Regions from separate parts of the Mus musculus genome. Here all the other regions are linked to region 4. A link is a contact called in public promoter capture Hi-C data. All regions are on one chromosome and are shown on one strand. The core of a region is the stretch at or near the end of the contact, and the rest is flanking DNA. Distances in the headings are between cores, read along the strand shown. Region 1 holds the start of Vegfd (vascular endothelial growth factor D). Region 2 holds the start of Zrsr2 (zinc finger (CCCH type), RNA binding motif and serine/arginine rich 2). Region 3 holds the start of Pir (pirin). Region 4 holds the start of Rab9 (RAB9, member RAS oncogene family). Region 5 holds the start of Hccs (holocytochrome c synthetase). Region 6 holds the start of Msl3 (MSL complex subunit 3). Region 7 holds the start of Ap1s2 (adaptor-related protein complex 1, sigma 2 subunit).

Region 1 (3,560 bases), core at 1,031-3,530, 2.1 Mb before region 4:
AGGGGAAAGAAGTTAGCTCATCTCTGTGGGGTCTCTGTGTGGGTGGTCTCTGCAGTTGGAGACATTGGTTCTTATCAATAATACACATTCAGTCAAGACTTCCTCTGTTCCCTACACCTTCCTAGGTGACCCAAGGACAGTTTATAAAACTGAGGGACATGGTATGGTGTCAAAATAGGATATAGATACATACTACAGAAAGTTGTGGCATAAGATTAGTGTGGCCTCACTGGGGAAACAATGGGAAAATTATTATGTGCAGCAAGTGAGTCCTTGACCCAGTATTTGGTCTGTTTGACTGATAAAATCTAAAGTGGCCTTTTCCTAGCCCTTTGATGAATTACAAAAAAATGGTTAACACTATGAAATAATTTTTAAAAATGCTTCTTGCCTTGAAATATATTAATAAAATTTATTAAAGCTATGGTGTTGGTGATCCCTGGCAAGAGGATGATCACACTAGTATAACATATCTTTTGGAATGGTGGGGGGGTGGGAAGATAAATTATGATGGGAATGAAAGATAAAACAATAGAAACATTAAAAAAAGTTAAAGAAAGACGAAAGTCCCTTTACTTGCAAGAGTATGATAGTGACTCGTGACAGGAAGGAGAAACTAGCCAAACTTAAAAACTTGACCTACTCTATGGTTCCTATAGGGCACATGAAGGTATCTTCTGGAGAACTACCAAAAAATGCAAATGTGCAAGTTGTTTGGAAGTGATTAATACTTCTCTTTGTTGTAAGGAAAATTCTGTTAGTTTTCAAAATAGATTGAGACACATCCCAGAAAGGCAGAGCCCCGTCCACTGCTTAGCCAGATACCAAAACTCTGCTACAATCTAGCTGGTTTTATAATATCAAGTTGGTTCAATTCCTGCCATAAGTTCAGGATCTACAAAATAACAACTACAGAATGTGCTGGAAAAAGGGATTGTCATTGCTTGTGAGGAACCTTCAGTAGACAGTGAGACTCAATCCTGTTTATCTAAGTCTGGTCTGAATGATAACATATAATTGTATATAGTCCTAGCCACAAAACACAAATGCTAACTAGTTCCGTATGACTGAACAGTGTGAAAATGGGCTATTGATGCCCAGCTATGCCTAGATTTTGTTTTAACTGAGGAGCTATAGGAATACATAACAATTATAGTGATAGAGGAACATGTCATCACCCAGAACTTTGTGAATGTCTCTTTCTGCCCTAGGTCCATTTGTGATGAATACCAATGAGGAAATTTCTCAGGCCATTCTTGATTTCAGAAATGCAAAAAATGGTTTTGAGGGGGCCAGAACCTGGAAGTCAAAGATTGGAAACTAATGAAGAGCTGAGACGCTGCCACTTGGATGGACTGGCCATTCGGTATATTAAATTTCCAAGGCTAGTTTAGCTGGTGCTTCTGAAGCCACATTAAGCTGGGCTTAGTGATGCAGAGTCCTTTAATCCCAGCACTCTAGGAGTCAGAGACATTGGGTATCTCCGATTTCCAAGCCCATCTGTCTTGAAAATGGAAAAATAAAAAATAGAATTCCACATTAAAAAGATGTTTTTTTGTAATGAATCTTCAGAATGCATTATATTCATGTTTGAAATTGTCAAAGAATATGTTTAATTTAAAAAGGAAAACTACAAACAATAAAAAAATGGCAGTAACATATGTAAAATATTTCCTGATACATGCAAATAATTTTACTTGTTGCTTTTAAAAAATCAATGTTCTTCATTTGGTAGAAATTATTAAGCACCTATAAAAATTAATTGCTATTTACATGTGCTTTTTTATATGGGAGTAGATAGATGCCTTTTTATTCTCTGCCCTTTGGGGTTTCTTGAAGCATGTTTTTTGTTGCTGCTGCTTTCTGTGCTGCTGACAGCAGATATCTGAGCATCTAAAGTCCCTCTACTGAAGCCCATCTGCCATCCTGGCCATCAGAACTGTGTTCTGGGTTTCATGTTACAGGCAACGTGCTTAAAAAAAAAAACACAGCAGTCCTGCCCATGTGAGTCAGCTTTTAAAACTGCCCTGCTCTTGCTAGGAACACAGCAGGATTCCAGCCAAGACTTCCCAGCGTTTTCTGCCAAACTCTGTCAGATTTAAGACATATGCTCCTGCAAGCTCTCTTGAAGGTTGTGAAAAAGTTTGAATCCATAGTTGGGTTTTAGCCTGCTGTAACTGCAAGTGTTTGTGGTCATACCACCTCCTTATAAAGCAGCTAGAACCTTGAGCGTAGGGTGGGGTTTTTTTTTTTATCTTCAACTTTCTGGATAAGAAATGTCTGTAGAGTGATTTCTAGTTTCAAGTGGAAGATATGACCACCTCCTGATTATTTTTGCAGCGGGAAACTTTGAAATATTTTTCATTGCTTTCTCCCATACTAAGATTGTGTGTGAGGCAGTGAGGGAGTCCCTTGACTTACTCAAGTCATTTCATTGGATTTTAATTACAACTGATCATGTGATTGTTTTTTTCCATGTAAAGTTTGGGGCTTCAAACTTTGCTTCTGGAGAATGCCTTTTGCAACACTTTTCAGTAGCTGCCTGGAAACAACTGCTTAGTCATCGGTAGACATTTAAAATATTCAAAATGTATGGAGAATGGGGAATGGGGAATATCCTCATGATGTTCCATGTGTACTTGGTGCAGGGCTTCAGGAGCGAACATGGACCAGTGAAGGTAGGTGAGCTTGAATATTTCTCTTTATTGGCTTTCACAGAAAAAGTCCTTTGCCCTCGCTGGTTTTGAAGCAGTCTAAAAGCCCTGCCTATTCTTAGCCTGTGTGTATTAATGCTTTACTTTGGGGGCTTAATAAGTTTCTTACCATGAATGTTTGAAAGTGTGTGTGTGTGTGTGTGTGTGTGTGTGTGTGTGTGTGTGTGTTTGGAATGGGGACAGAACATGAGCATTCTGGAAATCTTTGACACGGAACCAGTTTGCTCCCAGTTGTGCTTGCAGATGGCACAGTGGTTTTCTGTTGAAGCTGTGATTTGCCTCTGTGACACACACAATTTTGTGGGCCCTTGGTTTGTAGGTTTTTGTGAGCAGCCAGGTTGAGTAATTTCTTCTGTAAATTGAAAATCACAGTGGTTTTTGTGTGTGTGTGTGTGTGTGTGTGTGTGTGTGTGTGTGGATGTTTTCTGTCTGGTTTTGCTTATTACCAATTACCAATTGCTACCATTCAGGAAAGACAAGTTTTCTTGGGGTTTGTTTTTGTTTTCCTGTTTCTGCTTTAGAGAAATGTGTCTAAGATAAAGTAGTCAGCAGATCTTTGGTTCTATGAGCAGGCATCAAGGACAGCCCAAGACATTGAGAACCATGCAAAAAGGATGAACAATGGGATTACTGACTGCTAGAATAACATTTTCGTTTCATATTTTGTATCTTTCAAGCCTTTTTATTTTTGAAAAGGACCCGGATGCAATTGTTTTGACTGGAGTGCTACTAAATCATGACTGATTTAGAAATCTCTGGCTATGAGCAGATAGAAATCAGATGTGGGCTTGAGTTTTATGGCTTGAATTTTCCATACGGGGGAGCATATCGCCCCCCAGAGGGGAA
Region 2 (3,523 bases), core at 599-3,098, 2.5 Mb before region 4:
AGCTTCCACATGTGTGCTGGGCCTTGAACTCTGACTCTGGTCCCCCTGCCCCTCTCTCCTGAGTGCTGGGGTAAAGGCGTATAGCACCAGAGTGCTGGCTAAGCGGGCGTTCTTAAGCATTCCTCTAACCGCACTTCTTTTTAATCAATGCTTCCATCATGATACTCATGGCATGGCTGTACAACGAGTTCAGAATCAAACAAGAAAAGGAGAGGGGGAAGAGAGGGAAAGAGAGCCTGCAAATATTTAATGATTTTACAAAGTTATAGAAGTACTCATGAATATTTAAGTGTTCTATTTTTTTTCAACTCTGTGTACACTGGAAGACTTTTCAAAAATAAATAAATAAAAATCTGGCAAAATAGTTTTAATGGAAGAAAAGTTTATACCTTCTATTCAAAGTTTAAATTTGAAGGGGGAAAAAAAGAATGCCAGTTGAGACAAGTGGGAGGGGATAACTGACATGAGCTTAGGAAATTGTAGCAGATTAGCTTCAGACTTAAAGCAGGAGGGTTTTGTCATCAGTAACACAACAGCTTACTGTTCCTTTTTGTTTTCATCCTTGATGTTGGAGCCTGCCTCTCCTGAACTAGTTCTCAAGTACTGTTCCACAGTCTCCGGTGGTAAGGCTGGCCATCACCTTAACCTAGCACTGCTGTGGGAGCTCAACCCTCTTGCCTGCATTTGTAAGTGCTTGGTCATCTTATAAACATCTAATTTTATGAATCTACTAAATGTATAGCTCTACCACTTAGAATATCGGGTTCTGTCACGTGCGGGCCATTTTTAAGTGGTGTGGTGGCTAGCTGCAGAGATGAGCTGGGCAGGAAATCGAGGGAAGCAGCTGCATGGGCTGGGGGTGTAGCTCACTTGGCAGAGTGGTTTGCCTAGCACGCACGAACCGATCAACTTGCAAAGTGCCATGGTCGCCGAAACTCTGTCACCCCGACACTTCGAAGGCAGAGGCAGGAGGATCAGAAGTTTAAGAGTCGTCCTCATTTACGTGGCGGATGTAAGGGCAGCCTAGCCTGTCTGAGGCCGCGTGGGAGGGCGGAGCAGGAAGAGAGGGAGCAATTCCACATCCAGAGCAACAACTACCTGCCTCTCTGAGCCGAGCGAGCGCCTGCCGTCGCCTCTTACGTCTCTCCTTCTTCCGGAGGGCCAAGTACTTCTTACGGCTGGAAGATTGAAAAAACGCGCGCGCGCGCGCGCACGCGCACACACAGAGTGAGCATCCGCACACCCGGCTCTGCACCCTCAGGCCAGGGGCCAGCCTAGGACAGCGCTCGGAGGCAAAGGAAGAAGGCAGGCTAGCCCGCGCCGGTCGCCCCGTCCGTCCCCCGCCCCTCCTTCCGCTCCCCCCCTGCGCCCCGCCCCCCATCTCCTCGGGCGGCCCGGGACAGCCCCGGAGATAGTCGTCCCCGCCCCAGTCGCCTCGCCTCGTCATTTCCTATACCTCAGTTTCTGCGGCCCCGCCGTAGCGTCCGCCGTAGCCCCCGCCGTTTCCATACTGCTGTCGCTGTGTTCTCCCACGGCAAGGTCTCAGCGGAAGCAGCCACCCAGGTCCTCGGTCGCCCACTCCGCGCGGCCACCAACCGGTACCTGCCCAAGACGGAAGGAGACGGCTTTCTTCCCGCAGCTGGTCAGCCAGGCGCCGCGGCCTGAGAAAACAGACCCTCAAAGAGGCCGCCGCAGCCACCGCGGCAGACCTGAGTTTTCCTCCCTCGGCCAGTCAGCCAGGCATCGCGGGCTGAGAAAATGTCTCCTCACCGAAGCCGCCCCCCGGAGATCTTCCACCCCCGGAAACTCGTGCCCCAGCTCCTCGGGGCCTCGCGGGGGCCTTAGCACCGCCCCTTGCCCAGAATTCAAGGCGTTAAGGCCTAGCTCCGCCCCCTCCCATCTAAATTCCAAGGCGACGCCTCTAGGTCCCGCCTCTCTCCGCGGCTCCACCCATGAGCGCCCCAGACGAAGTTTAAGAATCCGCTTCCTCTTTGCAAAACCTGCTGGCTCTGGTTCCAAAGGAATCAGGTTTGTGACCCTTGTTCTTAATCCTGAGAAGCAGAGAGGGACCGGAGTTAAGTGCAGGGGAACGGGATCTGTTCGGCTGGCTCTGGAGTTGTGCTTGGAGAAAGAGGAAAAAAAAAACAAGCCGAAAGCGTCTGGAGGTGAAACTGACTGGAATGTGCTGGGAAGCAGGGAATTTTGTTACTGGAACAAAAGTGCAAGGCAAGGGTATCTAGAGATTGGCTGCTGCTACCCCATGCCTTTGTGCAAAGGGGAGGAGGGCTGGAGAAGAGAGCTCAGCTGTAACTGTAATGAGAGCTTTACTACTATTTCATAAGATACAAGTTTGGTTCCCAGCACCCACCAGACAGTTCACAACCATCTGTAACTCCAGTTTCAGGGGATCCTGTGCTGCAAACACGCAATGGACATACATAAAATAAATCTTTAAAAACATTTACATATGCAACGAGAAAATGTCCCTCTTCTTAATCCTCGGCTGGCTTTTGCAGCCTGCCTCTAGGATCTTGGTTCCCTGTGTTTGTTGAGGAGTCTCCTTCTACTCCCTGCCTCTGGGGAACGCAGACCCCCAGGCTGCTGCTGCGGAGGTTGAGCTGGACAACTATAGCAGTCTCCAGGAGTGTTTTTTTTTAATGGGGAAATTTTACGTTGCAATGTAAAGGATTAAATTAGCAGGACAAGGTAGTTCACACCTAATCCAATACTCTTAGAACTTAAGAAACTAAGGCAAGAGGATCAGGGGTTCAAGGTCAACCTTGGCTATTTAGAGAGTTCAAGGCCAACTTGAGCTACCTGACACTTCCATTAAAAAAGAATTGGTGGCTCAGGCCTTTAATTCCAGCACTTGGGAGGCAGAGGCAGGTGGATTTCTGAGTTCGAGACTAGCCTTGTCTACAGAGTGAGTTCCAGGACAGCCAGGGATATACAGAGAAACCCTGTCTCGAAAAACAAACAAAAATAAAATAAATAAGAAAGACAAGAAAAAGGTAATACTGTATCACAATCATCTAGGTGAGGTGTGATGTGGAACTAGAGAGGAAAATAAAAATAGGGCTGGCAGATGATTAAGCAGGTAAAGATGCTGAGGATCTAAACTCGATCCCCAAGGACCTATATAGCAGGAGAGAACAGACTCCCACACATTGTCCTCTTTGGCATGCATTCCCACATTAAATAAATAAATATAAAAACAACAAGTGGGCAAGAGACAAGAAGGCAAGAGTAAGAGGCAAGAGAGTGAGGAGGTGGCAAGCAGCCCCTTTTATAGTGGACCAGGCCTACCTGGCTGTTGCCAGGTAACTGTGGGGAGGAGCATACCTGACTGTTGGCAGGTAACTATGCAGGTGGAGTTTAGACAGAATGCTAACACTTTGCTCTTTCTGCTCTCAAGGGCATCAGTGGACATCTCCTTCACCTTCTGCGGCAACTTCCCCCGCAGTGCTTATCAGAAGCCTTACCTGGGGCCACAAGTTTCTTGTTTTGTCACAATTGATGAACT
Region 3 (3,497 bases), core at 496-2,995, 2.2 Mb before region 4:
CCCAGCACCTGGTTGAACGTTGGACTGGTTGAGGAAATACAAGACAGTTTATTTATATGGTCTGTAATGTGCCAGCCAGGGTGTTCATACTTCTGTTTTATGTGGAAACTATTTCAGAAATAATTACAGATGGGAAGTACCAATACCTTATTAGTCCACAGCAGTTTGAAGTTTGCATGCATAATCTGTTAGTCTTGAATTGCTGAAGGTAGGCAGAGTCAGTTTGAACCCCACTGATATGAAAAGCTCAGGGAAAAGAGTTAAAAAACAGAATTTATTGTGAATGCGTTTTAATATAGATTTGGGTATCGGCATTAAGGAAGACAGATAGCCATTTCAAGAAAAGACTATATACACCCAAGTGTGGCCATGAATTGAGGCAGGGAGGGGAGAGTGCAACTTTATGAATTTGCATGTCATCCTTGTACAAAGGCCATGATATTTTCCTCTCTACTGTTCCCATTTTTAGTGTGTTCTGCCCAATTGAGCACCAAGGAAAAGTCTTTGTTCTTCCACTTCCCCATTCTTCTACAGCAGAAATCTGTAGTCTGAAAGGTAAGAATGCCTTTTCACATCTTGAGGTTGAAGAGCTTGGGGATCTAGCTCAGTTGGTAGATTGCTTGCCTAGAATACACAAAGCCCCGGGTTCAGTCTCCAGCACCATGTAAAACTGGGCACGCTGGTGAATGCTTCACTGTAACCCTAACACTTGGGAACTGTGGGAAGGAAAGTCAGAAGTTCAAGGTTATCCTAGGCTCTCTAGGGAGGTAAGACCAGCCGGGGATATGGGGAACCATGCCCCCCAAAAACCAGCTGAAATATAAAGTCAAAAGAAGACTTTCATGACAGCTGAGAATTGTACGAATTCAAAACATAATCTTATGAATTCTAATTTCATTATCCAAAATCAAATTTTTATTAAAACACAGCCACCACACTCAGCAGGCGTTGTCTCTGGCTGTTTCTGGCTACAAAAGCAAATGGGAGCAGTCTCCACGGAAGACCCACAGAGCTGGAAAGTAAAAAGACATTTACTGTTTATTCCTTTTCAGTTTCCCAGGCTCGTAGTTTTGTTTTTGTTTTGTTTTTTTTAAAGAGGCATCACTTTCACTCTTTTTCCAAGAAAAGACAATGAACTTCCGGGTATCTAAAGAACATTGCGTATGGTAGCCTGTCTTCTGATTAAAAGTCCTAGGAAAACTAGATTGCTTCCTGGCTGTGGACAAACCCTCACCTCCTGAGGCTAACTCTCTAAGGCCTGCTCTTGAAGCCCAACAAAACTCAAGCCCTTCTATGATTCCCTATTAGAGTGTGCCTTCTCTTTCAGCAGGAACAGAGATTCTTTGGTTCTTACATCTGCTCTGCCTCTGCCCCATTCTCATTGGCAAACAGCAAGAAGCGTATTTATTTATGAGAGATAACTGTGTAGTACCTATGCGGAGACATGCTCATTTCATTCTCATTACAGCCTTACAGTCTTGGTCCTGTCAGCTTTACCACGCTCATTTCACTGGGGATAATGCATAGAGAGGCTGAGTCACTCCCCCAAACGGGACAAGTGGTTAGAAAACATTCTTGCTCATACGAAGCGTTGGGTGACAAGATGACTTGAGTGAGGACAGGTTTTCCAAGAGATTCTAAGGGGCTGCAGAGCACTTGAGTGTCCCATACATTCCTGGGAGGCGGGCAGCGCGCCCCCAAGAGGCCGGGGTGCGCATCACTCTTTGGACCGACTTTCAAAAGGCAGATCCAGAGAGCCATGGGGCGGAGTCAGAGAATCCAAACCCAGGGTAAATAAAGGGTGTGTCCCCCGGTCCAAGGCCCCTGAGACCTAGAGACTCCCGCCTTCTGGAGGCCCGCAACAAAGCGCTGAGTCACGCTGACTGACGGCTGGCGCTCCGCAAACCTGTCCTCCCTTTGCTGTGTCCCTGCCGCTGTGGAGTCTAGGCACCTCCGACTGTGGCCTCCCTCCTGGGCCTGCGCTACTGCCCAGTGAGTGGCCTGGGGAACTCAGCCCTCGTGAGAGTGGTGTGTGTATGTGTGTGTGTGTGTGTTGGGGGTGGGAGGAATGCTCCGACCAGTTTTCATGATGCTGTCTTTCCCAGCTCACTACTGGGGCTCGGAGGGGAGCTGAGGGAGGGAAATGCTTAAATAGCCACCACGATTTGAGATGATAGCTTGGTTTTTCTCTTGGCAACACACTGCAATTAGTTAACTGCTTTATCCTTGTTCCTGTGTATAGGGCCTAAATGTGGGAGTCTGGAAGAAGCCAGAAAAATTAGGTGGAGGCAAAACTACTTACTAGTCGCTTATGTGTGGATGATTACGGGGCTGGACTCAGAAGTTCATTTCTGTCTCCCACATTTCATGGCCCAATAGATGCATGTTGTTTGCCTGCTAGAGAGGATCCGTTTTAGGATCTGCCTTCACAAACTGAAGGGTGCTTCTATGTTGAGTCCCTATAAAGAACAGCAGCTCACTTTCTTACAGCCCTATTTACATCCTTTGAGGCAGACGCTTCTTAATCCCATTGTATAGATGGAAAAGCTGAGACACACAGCATCCCAAATGAAAGCAGCCTGGAATGTGGCAAAACTGAGATGTAAATCTGAGGTGTCCAGTTCCAGAATCTGCCTGTTATTAAAGTGCTTCTCTTAGTTTAAGGAATCTTTGAAGGATTGGTTAGAGTTCATATGGTGATCAGATCTGGGGCTTGGAATTACTTGTCTGCAAACACCTGAAGTTAGAAGTGTGTGTGTGTGTGTGTGTGGGGGGGGGTGATTGTATTTGTTGTGTGATATTTCCTTGGTTAGGACTTAGACTTCAATCAATAATGGAACACTTTTGAATAATAAATGTAGTATATGTGTTGTTCCTGAATCATCGGTTCCATTGCCTGGGGTACTTCATAAATGGTTTGTCTGTGCTTTAGAGGACTTTATTAAGAAGTTCAAAGATTTCTTGCCTAAAAAATTACCTGCACAAGATCTACATAAAATTAAGTCAGCCAGTAAGAATACCAACACAGATGGGAGAAGGTTCCACGAAGTACCACCCCTAACTGAGGAACTTGGGCAGTTGGAGGCTGCTGGGGTAGGAAGTGTCAGTTCTCTTTAAGGAACTGACCCCTATTAGGATGCCCATGCTTCAGTAGATGACCCAACACCCATTCGTATAAGAATGGGCATCACTTAGTCTCAGTAGGCTATGGAAAATACAAGATTACATTGGGAGTGAGATGTGGAGCAGGGGTCTGAAAGGAGTTGGAAGGGGAACAAAGGGTTGCTATGATTAAAAAAACCCGCATTGTAAACATGCTTAATATTATTAAGAGATGAATTTTTAAAAATGGCCACGGACTTTAGAGATAGATGAGTATTTGAATTCAGTGGCCCTTGCAGATTTCCTTCCATGCCAGCATCATCATATTCTGGTGAGAGTCACATACCCCTAGTGTTTTCCATTTGCTTCCAGTATCACCAAAAGAGCTCCCACTT
Region 4 (3,792 bases), core at 671-3,170:
ATGTTCTAAATAAGTAAGCCTCCATGCCATAAATGTTTCAGTACAGCAAAACACTACAAAGCACACGAAGAACCCCAAAAGCAAGAAGACACTGCCATGCACGACATGAAAACACGACACTCGAATGTATTAAGTTACTTGGAGTGCTACACAAGTAGTGATAACTTTGACCTAAGATTATAAAAGACAAAGTAGGGCTGGTGAGATGGCTCAGCGGGTAAAAGCACTGACTGCTCTTCCAAAAGTCCTGAGTTCAAATCCCAGCAACCACATGGTGGCTCACAACCACCCATAATGAGATCTGATGCCCTCTTCTGGTGTGTCTGAAGTCAGCTACAGTGAATTTATGTACAATGATAAATAAATCTTTTTTAAAAAAACCTATTAAGGTTTTAAAAAAATAAAAATAAATAAAAATAAAAGACAAAGTAAAAGCAGGGTACTTAAGTCCCTTAGCTGAGACAGGAGTTGGGAATTTTGCACAGGGGTACAGCTCTTTCTTAGCCAAGCACAAGACCCTAGGTTTGGGCTCCAGCAATGGAAGAAAAAGAACGAAAAGAAAAAGGTAAATAGTCCTTAGTTGAAAGCCCTGGGTTTCCTTCAATTCTAGTTGAGATTTCAGGCAGTGTAGGGATTTTCCATTGCAGTGGTGCTAGCAAGGAAAAAGACAAAACTTGTACCAGCAAAACAAAACAAAAACCAAATTCAGTCTGTTGATTTTATGAGGACGCTGTGAAAAGACTGGTCACGTGCCAATTTGGAAACTTGCAGAAGTTATTCCTCAAAAGAAGTATGATCACGGGATGTGTCATCATTTACAAAACAAAACAGAACCATAATACGTTCACCAACCATTTGGTCAGTACTTAAAAGTCTCCTCTGGTCTTTTCACTAAGATGGAAGGAAGAAAGGAACGCGATTTTGAAACCTCGGCCAAGATCTGATATCTGACGATGTTCCCAACCGCCTACAAGGTCTTTGCCCTGGCTTTATCTTCCAAGCTCTCTCACCTGAGTGGGTCAAAGGGTAGTATGTCAGAGGTCGCCAAACTCAAATAACACAAGCTTGCTTTCCCCAGCATTAGTCAGTCACTGTGGCGCAAGGTTTGGTCTCGAGTATGTGGGTGTCCCCGTGTGGTTAGGGGAAAGACTAATGTGTAAGTGTGTACCCAGGTAATGTCATTGGTCCCGTGAGCATCGTTCCACCATCCTATTCCCAAGTATTTGGGGTATATCTCTTTCCTGAGATGATGTTTTTGGAAGGGATATCTCTTCCTCTCTAGTAAGGCCGATCGGTCGGTCTGCGTGTATGTGTTTGTGTGTGCGCGCGCGCGTGTATGTCCCGAGTGGTTGGGTGTGTGATCTTCTTCCCGTGCTTGAATGTGAAAACCCGTCTTTCTTCCTACTGACGTAGGAATTTTCAGGAGACTTGGGGACAAGCTAACTACCCCTGTTGCCCAGCAATCTACTGACCCGCGCCAATTTGGCTCGCCCGCCGCCCCGGCGGCCCTCCGCTCCAGCAGCTCAGCTCAGGCTACGCGCGCTCTTAACCAGCTCTGGCCGGACCTCAAATGGAAGGATGACCCCCGCTCACCTTGCAGACACACACTGGACGTCCTGGGGGCGGCTCGCCAACACGCCTGGGTGCAACCAGGGCAGGAAGAAGGCCAGAGACTCCGGAACGTCGAGAGCGCTTCCAAGAGGGAGCGACTGGGGCAGAAGAACCAATATGGCGGGCGGCCGGGGCGGGGCCAAGACGGAGGGGCGAGGCCTTGACAGTGGGGCGACGGGGCGGGGCCTGAGGCAGTGAGGCAGGGTCTGGAGTGGTAAAACCAGACCCGGGTCAGGGGCGGGACCTAAGTCTTTAGGGCGGGGCCAGGAGCTGCGGGGAGGGGCCTGTGGCGGTAGCACCAGGCCAGGAGCTGTAGGTCGGGGTCTTTCCTGTGGGCGTGGCCTGCGGCTGCGAGCCCAACCGCTAAGGCTAAGATCCTAGTCTGGATCACAGGAATTAGGCCCAAGGAAGACTGAGCCAGGAAGTCTGGAATCTGCTCTTCCCACAGACTGCTTTGCAAGATCGCAGTTTTTCTTTGTACTAGCTGCTGCTCTGGTCTTCCCACCTGCGTTTCTTCTAACAGTGGTCACAAAATAATAATTTATTCTTAAAGTTTAAAGTAGAGAACATATGAGTACTATGACGTAGCAGTATTGCACCATTTAAAAAAAAAAAAGCAGGCGGTGGTGGCTCACGCCTTTAATCCCAGCACTTGGGAGGCAGAGGCAGGCAAATTTCTGAGTTTGAAGCCAGTCTGGTCTACAGAGTGAGTTCCAGGATAGCCAGGGCTACACAGAGAAACCCTGTGTCGAAAAACAAACAAAACAATAATAATAATGGCAAAATATAGGGTCAGAGGTGTTTGTATTCCTTTGATTTATATGAGGAATTGAGTACATAGGTGGTAAAAATAAAAGTCCCTGGAAGAAAGATTCTTAGCTCCCCATAAACATATAGATTATGTTTAGTTTCTAAGAGAAGACATTCACTTTCGTGATCCACAACAATTTACATAATGTCTGCCTCTTTGTGGAGCCATTTTCAAGTAATAACCTTTCATCAGGCGCCAGAAAGATTACAGTTAGCAAAGTTTCTCACAAGTATGATTTTAGAATAATTATGAAAATAAGGCTCATAATAAATACTGAGTTCCAGTTTGAATTTCAATGATTTTTTTTCTTATAAAAAGGAATCTATTTTTATGTGTGCAGAATATTTCCCCCACGGACATCTGAGTAAAGGTTTATCGATATACAAATCTGTTGCATATGGAAAAGTGAGCTGGGATACAAGTCAAGGTCGAGTGCTTGTCCACCATACATGAAATCATGGTTCCAACCCCGACATCACAGAAGCCTAGCATTCTAGAAGCAGAGACAGGAGCTCAAGATCCTCATGGCACATAGGGAGTTGGTACATAGGCTATATGAGACCTTCTCTAAGGGAAAAATGACTATGCTTTTCACATACAAGGAAAAACAGAATGAAATAGTACACAATTTATCCATTAACTGACATTTAAATCATCGAAATGTTGATATTTTCTCTAACCCATTATCAATGTGAAATCTCAGTAATGTATATATTTTATAAGTAATCTATTAGTAATTATATTATTAAATAATCATATGTTGAAAAGTTACATATAAAAAATGATTTCTCAAACCAGGTGTGGTGGTGTCTTTTTACCGGGCACTCAGAAGGCAGAGGCAGGCAGATATCTGTGAGTTCAAGGTCAGCCTGATCTACAAAGTGAGTTTCAGGACAGCCAGGACTGTTACACACACACACACACACACACACACACACACACAGTCTCAGAAAAACCAAACCAAGCCAAAACAATCCTCATCTAAATCAGATCTTTTTTCTTTTATTGAAAACATTTTTTCTCAAATAGGGTATCCCTCCATCTACACCAAGTTCCTCCCCACATCCCTCCATCCATATACATCCCCTTTCTGTCTCTCAGTAGGAAACAAATAGGCTTCTAGTGGATAATAAACTAAAATATAAAACAAAAAAAGTAAATATGTTGGAATAGGGTAAAACAACCAGAGTTCCCTAGAGCTCCCAGGGACTAAACCACCAACCAAAGATCTAGTTTCAATCCACAACACTACAAAAAAATTTGTGTTTGGTTTTCCAAGTCAGGATTTCTCTGTGTAGCCTTGGCTGTCCTGGAACTCATTCTGTAGACCAGGCTGGCACTGAACTCAAAGAGCCACCTGCCTCTCTCTG
Region 5 (3,719 bases), core at 251-2,750, 2.8 Mb after region 4:
AAGACTCCATGTCTGAGGCTGTATGATGTCTATTTAGCACTATCTAATACCACCCCAGTCTATGTCAGCAGAACCATTTCCTCTCAGTTGTGAGAACCAAAATATGTATTCAATGATGGCTCTTTACATGCATAGCTGAAAGCCACTGATGTAGGCACTGGTAAACTTTGGAAAGACAAGGCTGATTTAAGGAAAAATTGCATAGATGACAGACTGTGAGATATAAAAAAAATTGTTTATGATAATATCTAGTGAGCAGCCAAATTGGACCAGCCCCAGAGTGCCTTAGTCCCGCTTTGCAAGCCTCACTACCAAGCTACAACTCTAGAACTGTGGCTCTCAGCCTGTGGGTTGACCCCTCTGGCAACGCACTATCTCCAACAATATTTCCATGACGAGTCAGAACAGAAGCAAACTTACAGTAATGACGTTGAAAGGAAAATAATGTTGTGGTTGAGTCACCACAACGTGCAGAACTGGGTCAAAGGGTCCAGCATTAGGAAGGTTTGAGAACCACCGCTCTAGAATCACTAGCTTTCTTTTAATTTTCGAGACAGGCAAGTTACCTTTCCTTTGCCCTTTATGCATCGGGCATCCTGAAGGTGGTGAAGCTGGCTGACCATCTGAAGCATTCGAGGCGTTTACTGCAGTAGCAGGAGAAGATGCTGAGGCACCCATGGCTGGAATCACAGGGGTCACTCCCAATCTAAAATACCCAGCTGCCAAAGCAAGAAATCAGATTAAAACGTGGAGGCTAAACAGTTGATATCCCCTTGTTATTCTGATCCTGGCTGGCCCTGGCTTTTTTTCACCATCCCTTGGGAGAGTAAGAGGTAGGGCACTGGTTCGGGGGTGGGGGTGGGGGGTGGTGAGGGGACACTTTGAAAACAGTGCCTCCATTGGGAAAATACCTTGAAGCCTATGCCACCATTTGGGGACCCGTGCCAGAGTCTGGAAACTTGTAAGATGCAACCACGTCGTGAAGACGGGTGTAGTCTTGATGGTGGGGTCCAAGGGAAAATACACTGAACTAGCCTCGAACCCGTGTTCCCAGTAGGGCAGGCGCCTCAGGGAAAATAGGAAGGTTAAAAAAAAAAAAGTCACCAAAACGGGAGGCAAGGAGCGGCGAAGGGCAGGAAGCCACCAGTGTTGCCTTCCCGTCTATGCGCGTCCCACCGGCACCGCGGTCTGCACAGTGCACCGGCTCCAGCCGGACCCGGACGCCGTCCTGTCCCCAAGTCACCTCGCCGACTGTCCCGCGCCGCGCGGCCCCGAGCGCGTCAACCTGCCCAGCCGAACTCACTCGGCAGCCGCCGGCTCCAGCCGAACCCGGGCGCCGCCCTGCCCCCAAGTCTCCGCTCCGACTTGTCCCGCGCGGCGCGGCCGCGAGCGCGTCGAACCGCCCAGCCGAAGTCGCTCGGCTGCACCCGCGGTTTTTCCTCACGCGGGGTCACCGCTAACGTCCGGTCACAGCCGGCGTTCTCGGGCGCCGTTACTTCCTGTTCCGAAGGCGGGACTTCCGGGAGCACGAGGCAAGCTCGCGCTGAGGAGAGGAACGGTCGTCAGGTCGGGCGGATCGCTCCCACCCCCTTCCGCTCCGAGGCCTCGAGCCGCCCGAGCCTTCTCTCCGTCTCCGCCCCTACGTGCGGGGCGGTGTGTTTAAGGGCGGGTCGGTCCACCCCTTCTCGCTCCGCGGCCTATAGGCGCCCGAGCCTTCTCTCCGTCTCCGCCCCTACGGGCCAGGCGGTGTTTTTTAACTCCGCCGGCCGGCCGGTAAGCCGCTCAGGGTGAGAAGTTAGGGAACCGCGGGGTGTCGCTTCCGAGGGGTAAGGCACGTCGCTGTGTTTTTCTAAGTCATCTCCTTAGGTTCTTGAAAGGTCAACTTGTATTTTTTCTTTTTTGGTTTTTCGAGACAGGGTTTCTCTGTGTAGCCCTGGCTGTCCTGGAACTCACTGTGTAGACCAGGCTGGCCTCGAACTCAGAAATCCGCCTGCCTCTGCCTCTGCCTCCTGAAGGCTGGGATTAAAGGCGTGCGCCACCACCGCCCGCTCAACTTGTATTTTTTAATGAACAAGCGATATTTGTGCTTATTTGTGGAATAAAGTGCTATAATTAAGTAGACGCACTTAAACTTCCACCGCCTAGTCCTTTCAAGGACTCTGGCAACCGTTGTGAGTGTACTCCATGGAATTCACAGCCTTCATCTAAGTAGTATATTTCATATTACACAAAGTACGTTTTTATATTACTTGTGTAGGGTAAACCAGCAGATAGGAGATGGTTATTGTATTGGTTAGGTTTTTGTTAACTTGAATGGAGTCACTGTCTTCATCAGACGGCCCAGTGGGCAAGCCTATGGGGACATTTTCTCCATATCTGTATCCGGTACCACCGATGGGCTAGCTTATATTAAGAAAGCAAAGTGAGCCATGGGACCAAGCAAGCCAGTATGTGGTGTACCTCCATGGCCTCCATGGCTTTTGATTCCTTGGTGGCTTCAGGTTCCTGCTTTGAGTTCTGTGGGACCCCATGAAAATGGCCCCCTTTCATATTAATGTGACCATTGTTTAGGTCTTCTTTATGAAGACATTTCTAGGAGCGTTGGTCCACAGCAGACTTCCTGGTACTCTGGATCTTAAAGTGTTATGCCCCCTCTTCAGTGATAGTCTGGTTTTTTGCTAGTCTTTGGTTCTTGTGGGGAGCATTGTCGGTCCAAGTGGTACAACTTCTTCTAAGGCAGTGGTTCTAACCTCTCAAAGCTCCAACCCTTTAATACAGATCTTCATGTTCTGATGATCCTCGCAAGTATAAAATTATTGTTACCACTACATAACTATAATTTTGTTACTGTTATGAATAATAATGTAAATATCTGATTTACAGATCGTGAGCCATAGGTTGGGAATACATAAATCTAGTCTGTTAATTCTGTTTTGATGTTTCTGCGTCTATGATTTCACAGGTAACAACGTAATTGCATAATATATATTATCTATTTGTGTTAAAACATTTTAAAATTTGTGTTATACATTTTTTTTAAATTTTCCTATGTGTTCTACAATTCTTCTCTCGTTCAACATGTTCATGTTGTCTCCACTTTTAAAATATTTAATTCTTTTCCCCGGCCCTTTGGCCCTTTCTAAATTCTATATCCTTCCTCAAAATTCTTTATTGTGTCACAATTATCCATTCTATCCCACAATTATTGCTTCTCTTACACTCTGCCTTCTCTCATAGAGATCCTCATAACCATTTCCGGTTATCTCCCACAGTTCTCACTTTTTAATATAATTGATTAGAAGAATCATACCTTTCTTGTTCCTGAGATTCTAAGGTTTTCCAAGATCGGAGGCAGTAGGAGGTCTCTCTCTCTCAGGATCACGGCCAGAGAACAGAGAATTGGTATGCCTTGGGTATAAAGACAATATCACTAGTTCCACAGCGGGTCAGAGAACATATAACATACCAGGTATTTTAGATACTGCTGGGAATACAAAAGTGCTGAACGAAGGCTTTGTTCTTTGGGAATCTGTATTCAAATAATTTAAAGATCAACTAACAGTACACTTCATCTAAAGAGATACTCTAAATCATGTTTGATTTTAAACATTATTTGATAGAGATTGATGGGGGGGAGACTGATAGTGAAAACTTGATTGAAGAAGAAATTTCTGTTTGGAGCTATTTCAAATACATTCAGGTTTCACTACAGATTTGTA
Region 6 (3,290 bases), core at 109-2,608, 2.2 Mb after region 4:
TCTTCTGCCCGAGTGGTTGCCTCAAAATAGGAAACATCCGTCCAACCAACCCAGGATTGGTCTCTTGAGTTTGAGACCGGGTGAAACTTCTGAAGTCATTGGTCGGTAGATTTGTCATTAGCGAAGGGCCCAGACTAGAGAGAACAGCCCTGAGACCTCTGGGAGTTGTAGTCACCTGGGCCTTGCCTTGTCCAGTGTCTTGCCTAGCTAGCCAGAGACTTCCACAACCCTTCCCCTCCCCTTAATAGCCATGCATTCCCTAAGGTGATAGCTGGTACAAATGAAACGTATATCCTTCCATCTCCTAGCGATAGAGCAAGCTGGAGGGATAGCAATAGGAGGTAAACAGAGTTAAGGGTTTCAGGAAGAACCAAAGATACATAATCCAGCACAGACCTTGGGGTGTTCCACTGGACAGCACTGCTGAAACATGGCTAAAAACACACCTGGTGCTGCTCCGAGTTGTCTCTGCCACCAAGGACTTCACCTTGGTGGCTGGAAACACCGATGCTCGCCCCGACCCCCAGCGCGCTGAATTTTTACCTTCTTTGGGCTCTGGAGCACTTAGGTGCCCAGTCCTCCACTTAAAAACTGACAACCGCAAGATATAGCTCAGCCTGGGCTGACCAAGCTGGATACAGGCGAGATGCGATTCTTTCCTAGCTCTGTTCGCCTCCCACCAATCCTTTAGAAAGCAACAGAGCAACCTTGAGCCCCTCCCTTCCCCCCCAGCAGGACTACAATCCTAAATTTGACCAGGGTTCGGGACTGACAGCTGGGAATAATTGAGGACCAGGTTGAAGATGTGGGTGGGGAAACTGGTCAAGGTGTCCTCTACTGAGCCCATGTGGCGAGAAGCCGCGTGGGACAAGGACAGATTCGTTACAAAAGCAGAGGCCTCAGGCGACAGTCCTCCTACACCGGTCGCCGGGATTGGCGCCCAGCGCTCAAACCGCCACCCTGGCCTAGCAACCGCGCGTAAGCGACGCGACACGGCCGGAAGCGGAAGCATCACGGGTCCTTTCTAGTTAGGGAAGTCGCGCGCCCAGCACGTCTCGCCAGCGTCCCCTGTAGTCCCGGGCCGCTCCACGCAGGCCAAGGCGCGCCCTGGTGGCTGTCCAGGACTCCAGGCCACTTGTCCTCCGCTGGCCCCTTTGCCTCCCATCCCTCGAACCCAGTCCCGCATCTCCTCCCTGTTCCCCCCGCGGCGGCACCTTGGCATCGTACAGCACTCGCGCCTTGGTAGGGTCAGGCTCGAAGCACAGCACTTTCTCCCCAGAGTGGAATTGAAATTTCATGCCCTCGCTCGCGCTCATTTGCTCATCGTGGCGGAGGGCGAGGCTCCGGGGCGGGCAGAGTGCGCGCGGTGGGGGAGGACGGCCGGGGAGGCGGCGCTCCGCCACCGGGGGGGCCCGGGAGTGGTGGAGGCTACGACCGCCCCGCCCTCGGCCCCTCCTCCGGCCACCCCGCGCCACTGCGAGGACCTTGGCAGTGGCGATGGAAGCGCGCGGCCCCGCCAGGGCTTGTCCCCGCCCGTCCCCTCTGGGGCTCAGAGAGGGGTGCGGACGGGGAGCAAGATCCCTCGACCGAGGTCTTCCAGCAGACCGTTCCCTCTGGTCCCCATGGGTTAGGATTCCCGCGGTTTCCAGGCTGCGCCCACGTGTGTGCCGAGCTGTCACCCCGGGCGTGCGCTCTCTGGCCGGAGTGTGGGGATCTCTTAGGGAGAGGATTGCTCTAGGGTAGTCACCAGGCGCCGAGGAGGCTGGATGGCGTCTGCCCCCAGGAGCTGCCTGGCCGCGCGCGCGCGCGTCAGCCCCCTCGGCGGAGCTGCGCGCAGATGAGTGTGGCCACGCGAGAAGGACGCGGTGTTGGAGCTGGCCGGAGAAGGGCAGTGGCCTTGAGCGAGGGGAGGAGACATTCCGGGCAGTTAATAGAACACTGGGTCATCCTTCCGAGAGGACCAGCAGGTAGGGCCTGGAGGCCCCAGTGAGCAGCGGACAGCAAAGCTTATGGGTCCTGAAAGGGTCGTTAACACCTTACGTGTCAGCTTGCAGCACTCCTGAATTGCTCCCCCATGGTCTATCTTTAGTGGCTCAAAACCTCCTGAAGAGTGGAAGCACCATTGAGACTGCTGTTAACAGAGTGCCTGCAAAGATCGGGCGTTCATAAATACTCCCTGAATGACCGACCAGAAGACAGGAGACTTGAAGGGCAGAGCTTCAGTGACAGAGAGGGCAGTGCTGGCCTGTTTCTTCTTGAGTGCAAAGCCACTAGGCAGTGTGATTACTAGATCAAGACCTGGCTGGAAAGTTGAGCAGATGGGCTGGGAGGTTTTTAGTGAACTGTCAGATTTCCCACAGCCACTCACTCTGTTCTTGCTTCCAGAAATTTGCGTCTCCCCACCCCCACCTCCCTTCACCTGGTACAAGGTCCAAATCTCTCACACCTCCACTTGGGCACTTCCAAGAGAAAGGTCCCGCAGGAGCCTAGAGGAACCAACCATGTATCTGTCCAGTATTCCCTCCCAGAACTCGACTTACCCTTTTATTACCATTTTCTTGCTCTGCTGGAGAATGGGTTGTTCATTTGCAAGATGGCCCCACTAAGAGGGTAAACTGCTTGAACCTGGGGGTTGGGGGTGTCTAATCCAGTGTGTCATTGTATACTCACAGCACACAATAAATATTTAATGGATGAATGATCACAGATTTATGAAATCAAATCCATAAAACTCAATGGCCAACTGGATATAACTGAGGGAAGGGAAGGAGGCATCTTGGGAGTCCTCCAGGTTTTCTAGAATTAAGAGCTGAGTGAGGAATAGCTCCACTGGCCAGATAGGGCAAAGAGGAGGGCAGGTGTGAGGAAAATGGCCAGATAATGACTTGGATCTAAGACAATGAAGTCCATAAGCCAGAACTGGAACCCTGATTCTCCAGGAATGTGGATAGTAGATGGTAGTGTTCCCTGTAAATGGCAGAGGCAGCTCTGAAGCACATATCACAGCTTATCACATGTAGCCATAGCTGGAGTAGTGTGGTGTTTCCGGTTCATGAACGGAAGAGTCCACTCCATGCTCTAACCTTTGAGGAGAGGTGGGTTCCTTTTTTTCCTATTCAAGTCCATCCTTGTGTCATGGGTGGCTCTCCTTCTCTGCCTTCCTCTATAAAATCTAAGAGTGATACCTATATACAGCTATTATATACATAGAAGTCTGATATCTCTCTCTCTCTCTCTCTCTCTCTCTCTCTCTCTCTCTCTCTCTGTGTGTGTGTGTGTGTGTGTGTGTG
Region 7 (3,791 bases), core at 301-2,800, 2.6 Mb before region 4:
TTTTAGAGGCATGTTTCAACAATAAACAGAGAAATTTGGGCCGGGGACCTAAAGACCTACCAAAAGCCAATTCTGCTTTCTATTGACCACTTTAATACTCCAGTATATTTCACTCACACACGTTTGTAGGAAACTTTCCAAGCAGCATAGTATTGCTGAAAAGGGGAAAGTATTCTAGTTTTATTTTTGCTAAACAAAAGCATATACAAAATGACCTCAAATTCCTAACGTATAAGATCCTATTACATTGGCACTCTAAGACATAAAAATGAACATTGATGTCTAATAAGGGGGTTCTTTACATTAAGTAAACACAGCTTCGCTAAAAGTGTAGCATCTTTTTTTTCTTACATTAGTTAATTTACAATTCCTGTTTAGTAATCTCTGCAAAGAAAGGCATGCCCAATGAATACTCTGTTCTGGCTTTTGTTGTAGGGACAGAGGTGACAGTAGTAATGAGTAGCATTTGACAGGGGAAATCCATGGCTGTCCAAGCAAGGTCACCTAATCCTGTGGATCTCCATTCCCCTTATCTATAAAAGATGAGTTGAACTCGATGATCCATCCATTCCACCATTCAAATAAAACACAGACATCCATCATACGCCCAGACTAAGTCAACATTTCAGCTTTTTAACAAGTCTATCATCATTTTATAATTTTATTAGACAACTCACATTTATCAGTAGTGTTAAAACCAGGCAGAGAACTAGGTTGTTAAACGAATAAAATCCAAGGTGCGCTAAACAGAAGCATGTGGGTAAAAGAGGAATTCGTTGTTCCGGGGCTTTAGGGTGAGGCTTTATAGATGTGACATTAGAGGAAGGACATGCCAAGGCGAGCGAGTCATCAGCCAAGGCTAAACTGGAACCCGGGATGGGGAAGGTGCGGGCGAGACCGTGAGAAGGAAGCGGGATCTAAAAGGACTAAGCGCTGTCTGGATTTTTTTTTTTTTTTTTTTTTTTTTTTTTTTTTTTTTGCAGCAGAGAGCGGACTACAACTCCTCCAGTCCGCCGCACTGCTGGGGGAAGCAAGCCCTGAAGAGAGGCTCTAGCAAAGCTTGTGGCGAGAAATGTCTAGGTTAGCTGGGGCTGGAAAGGAGGGGCCTCCCTGCAAACGCGGGCACGAGCACCGCGACAGCGCTGACTTGTTTTCCCCTGAGTTGCAGCACTCCTGTCCTTGGCTCCCACCATCATCGCCGACTGTCACACCTCCCCGCCCAACCCTCTGGAGACCCACGGAGTCACTGGCGCTCGGAATCAGCCCCTTTGCGGTGCGGACCATCCTTTAGCCTGCACCACGGGGTCAGCTAAGGGCGCCGCGGAGCCCCATCACCCTGCCACGGAAGGAGCCAGGACAGCCGCGCGCGCCGCGTCCCGGCAGCACAGCCCGAAGTACGCAAGCGCGCTGGCCACAGCCTAGGCCGCTTCCGGGTCACGTGGCCAGACTTCCGGCCCTCGCCACGCCTACCCTGCGGTTATTTGACCAATCGGCTTCTCGTTCTTGCCGGCAACAGCGCTCACTCTAGAGGCGGTTGGCGCCCCCTCGGCAGCTTGGCGCGCGGTCTCCGGTCCGCCTCTCCGCTCGCCGCAGCCCGGGCTCCTCCTCCGTCCAGCCTCCAGGGCGGGATCTGTCGGCTCGCCCTACCCTCGCAGCCTAAGCCTGCCCTCCACCAGACGGGTCCCCTCCCCGCGGCACCACGGCTTCCCTTCCACAGCACGGCGACGGGGGCTTCCCCTCAGCAGCTGCCGGCGCCTCAGTCTCCGCGGCCAGCCCAGCTCCGCCGCGTCCGCGGCCCGCCGCCGCCGTAAGTGCTGAAGGAGTCCGCTGAGCTGGCAGGGATGGAAAGAGGGAGTGATGGCTGGGACGCGCCCCCCGCCGCCCCGTGAGCGCCCCGACGACCCCACCCCGAGTCCTCCCGGGGCGCCGCGCCCCGAAACTCACTTCTGCCGGCGGTAGCGCTCCGCTCTCCACTCGGCAGCGCGCCGGTGATGCAGGGGAACCGGTCCTAGGTTCCGCGGGGACCCCGCGGCACCTGTGGTTCGCTGATCGCCTCAAGTTTGACGGGGCGTTTTGGGGAGGGGCTGGGGTGACGGCGACCGAGGACTTGGCGCCCCTGGCGGGCCAGCGGATGCCATTGTCTCTGCTCCACTCCTTGCCGGTCACCTCGCCCAGCTTTGGGTACTGATGGAGTGTAGTCCCGGGAGGAGGGGAGGCGTCCGAGACTGCGGGACCCCAGGGATGCTGGACCAGAGCCCACTCCAAGGCTGAGCTCATTGTTGGGTTTTTTGTTTTGTTTTGTTTTGTTTTTGTTTTAATACCAATCTGGAGAAATTGTTGTCCCGGGATTTGCGGCAAAAATCAAAGCGAGGGAAAAGGAATACTTGTGCCGCGGGTTTCGTCCCATGTTAGCACATCATTTGTTTTGAGGAAAATGCTTGGTTTCTTCGTCCTCCAAAGTGGTAGGGCGGATACTGGACCCCGCTACAGATAGCCTAGAGCACACCCCAGTCATTAGCAAACCATCTCTCCTGGTCAAGATTTAAGAAAACCGATCGGTCCCTTCCCCAAGTTCTGATAACGGTTTGCGTTCAATGTCCAGTTCTTTCGATGCCGTTCTTTTCGATGCCGCTGTCTTCAGGACTTACAAGGGTGGCACTTTGCTCTCAATGAATTATATAGTGTTGTGTGGGGTAATAGCCAATTTTAACTTTATTAAAGTTAAATGGCTACGCCATAAATATCCGGATGTTTTCTTGATGCCTTTTTGGGATATTGCGAGGTGGATTTCCTGTCTAGAGCCAATTTGATTTTATATTAGTTACGTAAATTCCTCCTCCGGGTGTTCAAATTTAAGGTTGTGTGGTGAATATTAAGAATCGCCCTTGGGTGGATCTTACTTGCACTGTCACTGTTAAAGGAACTTAAAAAGGTTAAAACAAAACACCTATCCAAATTTTACCTTCAAATTAGCTTTACAATACAGCTCGCTTTTACCAGTTGAATTATAAAATACATGCCTTAGAAAATATAGACTGACCAACAGACATGCAAATACTAAGTAAATCAATGCAAATTAGCTTCGGTATAAAACATACTCAAATCCAGCATAACATTCAAATGTGGTTTTTGTTTTAAAAGAAGTATTCTGTGCACTGTCCCAAAAATTTGTTGTTTTAAATTAAATATCTTGTGTCTCGATATGAGTAACTTTGAATAAAGCTTTTTAAGCGTGTATTCTCTTTTACATACATTAACTCAGTTCTTGAGTGCTTGTTTGTGTTGGATTTTATGAAATGCAAACATAAAAATCGGGCTTTTGTCTTTAAAATGTGTTGTTTGTGAGATCTTTTTGATTAATATTGTGATTTTGCTTAAAATATGCTAGCATAAATTGAAGGGAATGCTTTAAATGACAAGCAGTTTTTCTGCAAGAAATTCAGCCTGGAACTAGAATAGCCTCAGGGTGAAAAATAGTAGGTCTCCTCTTCCTAGACATGTAAATCAACATCCTAAATCAACTACCTGATGTCTGCATTTGCCTTTAATGCACATAGAGTGGTGGAGTGTGGAACAGGTAGAAAATTGTTTCTTGAAATTATCAGAGTTTTTGTTCTTCAAAATTTTCACTCCAGCTTACCACCTGTTCTGATTTCCACACACTCTTCCACACTTACCTACATATAGTAAGATCTTTCCAATAGAATTTCCTGCTATTATAACCTGCGTAGAAATGTTGATGGCTTATTGATCATGTGTCAGGGTGTTTACTGTACCCCCAAAGCAGCTCT

Evidence for each region. Promoter capture Hi-C pulls out the DNA fragments that hold promoters and counts their contacts.
Region 1: a promoter capture Hi-C map of the 3T3-L1 cell line shows a contact between it and region 4, with 25 times the contacts expected there. The contact joins the promoter of Vegfd here to the promoter of Rab9 in region 4. A contact is called at or near these places in 3 of 39 promoter capture datasets (the 3T3-L1 cell line and pre-B cells) and 1 of 9 other capture datasets (adipose tissue).
Region 2: a contact with region 4 is called in a promoter capture Hi-C map of liver, with 4 times the contacts expected there. The contact joins the promoter of Zrsr2 here to the promoter of Rab9 in region 4. A contact is called at or near these places in 4 of 39 promoter capture datasets (the C10 cell line, hippocampal neurons and liver) and 1 of 9 other capture datasets (liver).
Region 3: a promoter capture Hi-C map of erythroid cells shows a contact between it and region 4, with 6 times the contacts expected there. The contact joins the promoter of Pir here to the promoter of Rab9 in region 4. A contact is called at or near these places in 1 of 39 promoter capture datasets (erythroid cells) and 1 of 115 datasets of contacts at active chromatin or transcription factors (stem cell-derived neural progenitor cells).
Region 5: a promoter capture Hi-C map of liver shows a contact between it and region 4, with 5 times the contacts expected there. The contact joins the promoter of Hccs here to the promoter of Rab9 in region 4. A contact is called at or near these places in 3 of 39 promoter capture datasets (erythroid cells, hippocampal neurons and liver).
Region 6: a promoter capture Hi-C map of erythroid cells shows a contact between it and region 4, with 30 times the contacts expected there. The contact joins the promoter of Msl3 here to the promoter of Rab9 in region 4. A contact is called at or near these places in 2 of 39 promoter capture datasets (erythroid cells and pre-B cells) and 2 of 9 other capture datasets (adipose tissue and liver).
Region 7: a promoter capture Hi-C map of pre-B cells shows a contact between it and region 4, with 2.9 times the contacts expected there. The contact joins the promoter of Ap1s2 here to the promoter of Rab9 in region 4. A contact is called at or near these places in 5 of 39 promoter capture datasets (cranial neural crest, hippocampal neurons, liver and 1 more) and 1 of 9 other capture datasets (adipose tissue).

The regions. Positions count from the first base shown.
Region 1 is chrX:164,371,242-164,374,801 of GRCm38.p6, forward strand. Vegfd (vascular endothelial growth factor D) reads left to right here and starts at 2,281. Exons shown (of 7, transcript NM_010216.2): 1 at 2,281-2,678. The coding sequence starts at 2,589. Pir (pirin) reads left to right here. Exons shown (of 10, transcript NM_027153.3): 10 at 1,212-1,772. The coding sequence ends at 1,324.
Region 2 is chrX:163,956,818-163,960,340 of GRCm38.p6, forward strand. Zrsr2 (zinc finger (CCCH type), RNA binding motif and serine/arginine rich 2) reads right to left here and starts at 1,849. Exons shown (of 11, transcript NM_009453.3): 1 at 1,457-1,849; 2 at 1,099-1,178. The coding sequence starts at 1,509. It overlaps Gm38561 (a long non-coding RNA gene), which reads left to right and starts at 1,924. Exons shown (of 4, transcript XR_878297.3): 1 at 1,924-2,028.
Region 3 is chrX:164,267,686-164,271,182 of GRCm38.p6, forward strand. Pir (pirin) reads left to right here and starts at 1,746. Exons shown (of 10, transcript NM_027153.3): 1 at 1,746-1,992.
Region 4 is chrX:166,477,947-166,481,738 of GRCm38.p6, forward strand. It overlaps Rab9 (RAB9, member RAS oncogene family), which reads right to left and starts at 1,921. Exons shown (of 3, transcript NM_019773.2): 1 at 1,594-1,921.
Region 5 is chrX:169,318,872-169,322,590 of GRCm38.p6, forward strand. Hccs (holocytochrome c synthetase) reads right to left here and starts at 1,501. Exons shown (of 7, transcript NM_001331049.1): 1 at 1,105-1,501; 2 at 567-719. The coding sequence starts at 678. It overlaps Gm15246 (predicted gene 15246), which reads left to right and starts at 1,524. Exons shown (of 6, transcript NM_001361166.1): 1 at 1,524-1,826.
Region 6 is chrX:168,672,514-168,675,803 of GRCm38.p6, forward strand. Msl3 (MSL complex subunit 3) reads right to left here and starts at 1,359. Exons shown (of 13, transcript NM_001370791.1): 1 at 1,215-1,359. The coding sequence starts at 1,316.
Region 7 is chrX:163,907,467-163,911,257 of GRCm38.p6, forward strand. Ap1s2 (adaptor-related protein complex 1, sigma 2 subunit) reads left to right here and starts at 1,551. Exons shown (of 6, transcript NM_001290379.1): 1 at 1,551-1,807. Gm52456 (predicted gene, 52456) reads right to left here and starts at 2,065. Exons shown (of 2, transcript NR_165469.1): 1 at 1,945-2,065; 2 at 644-1,832.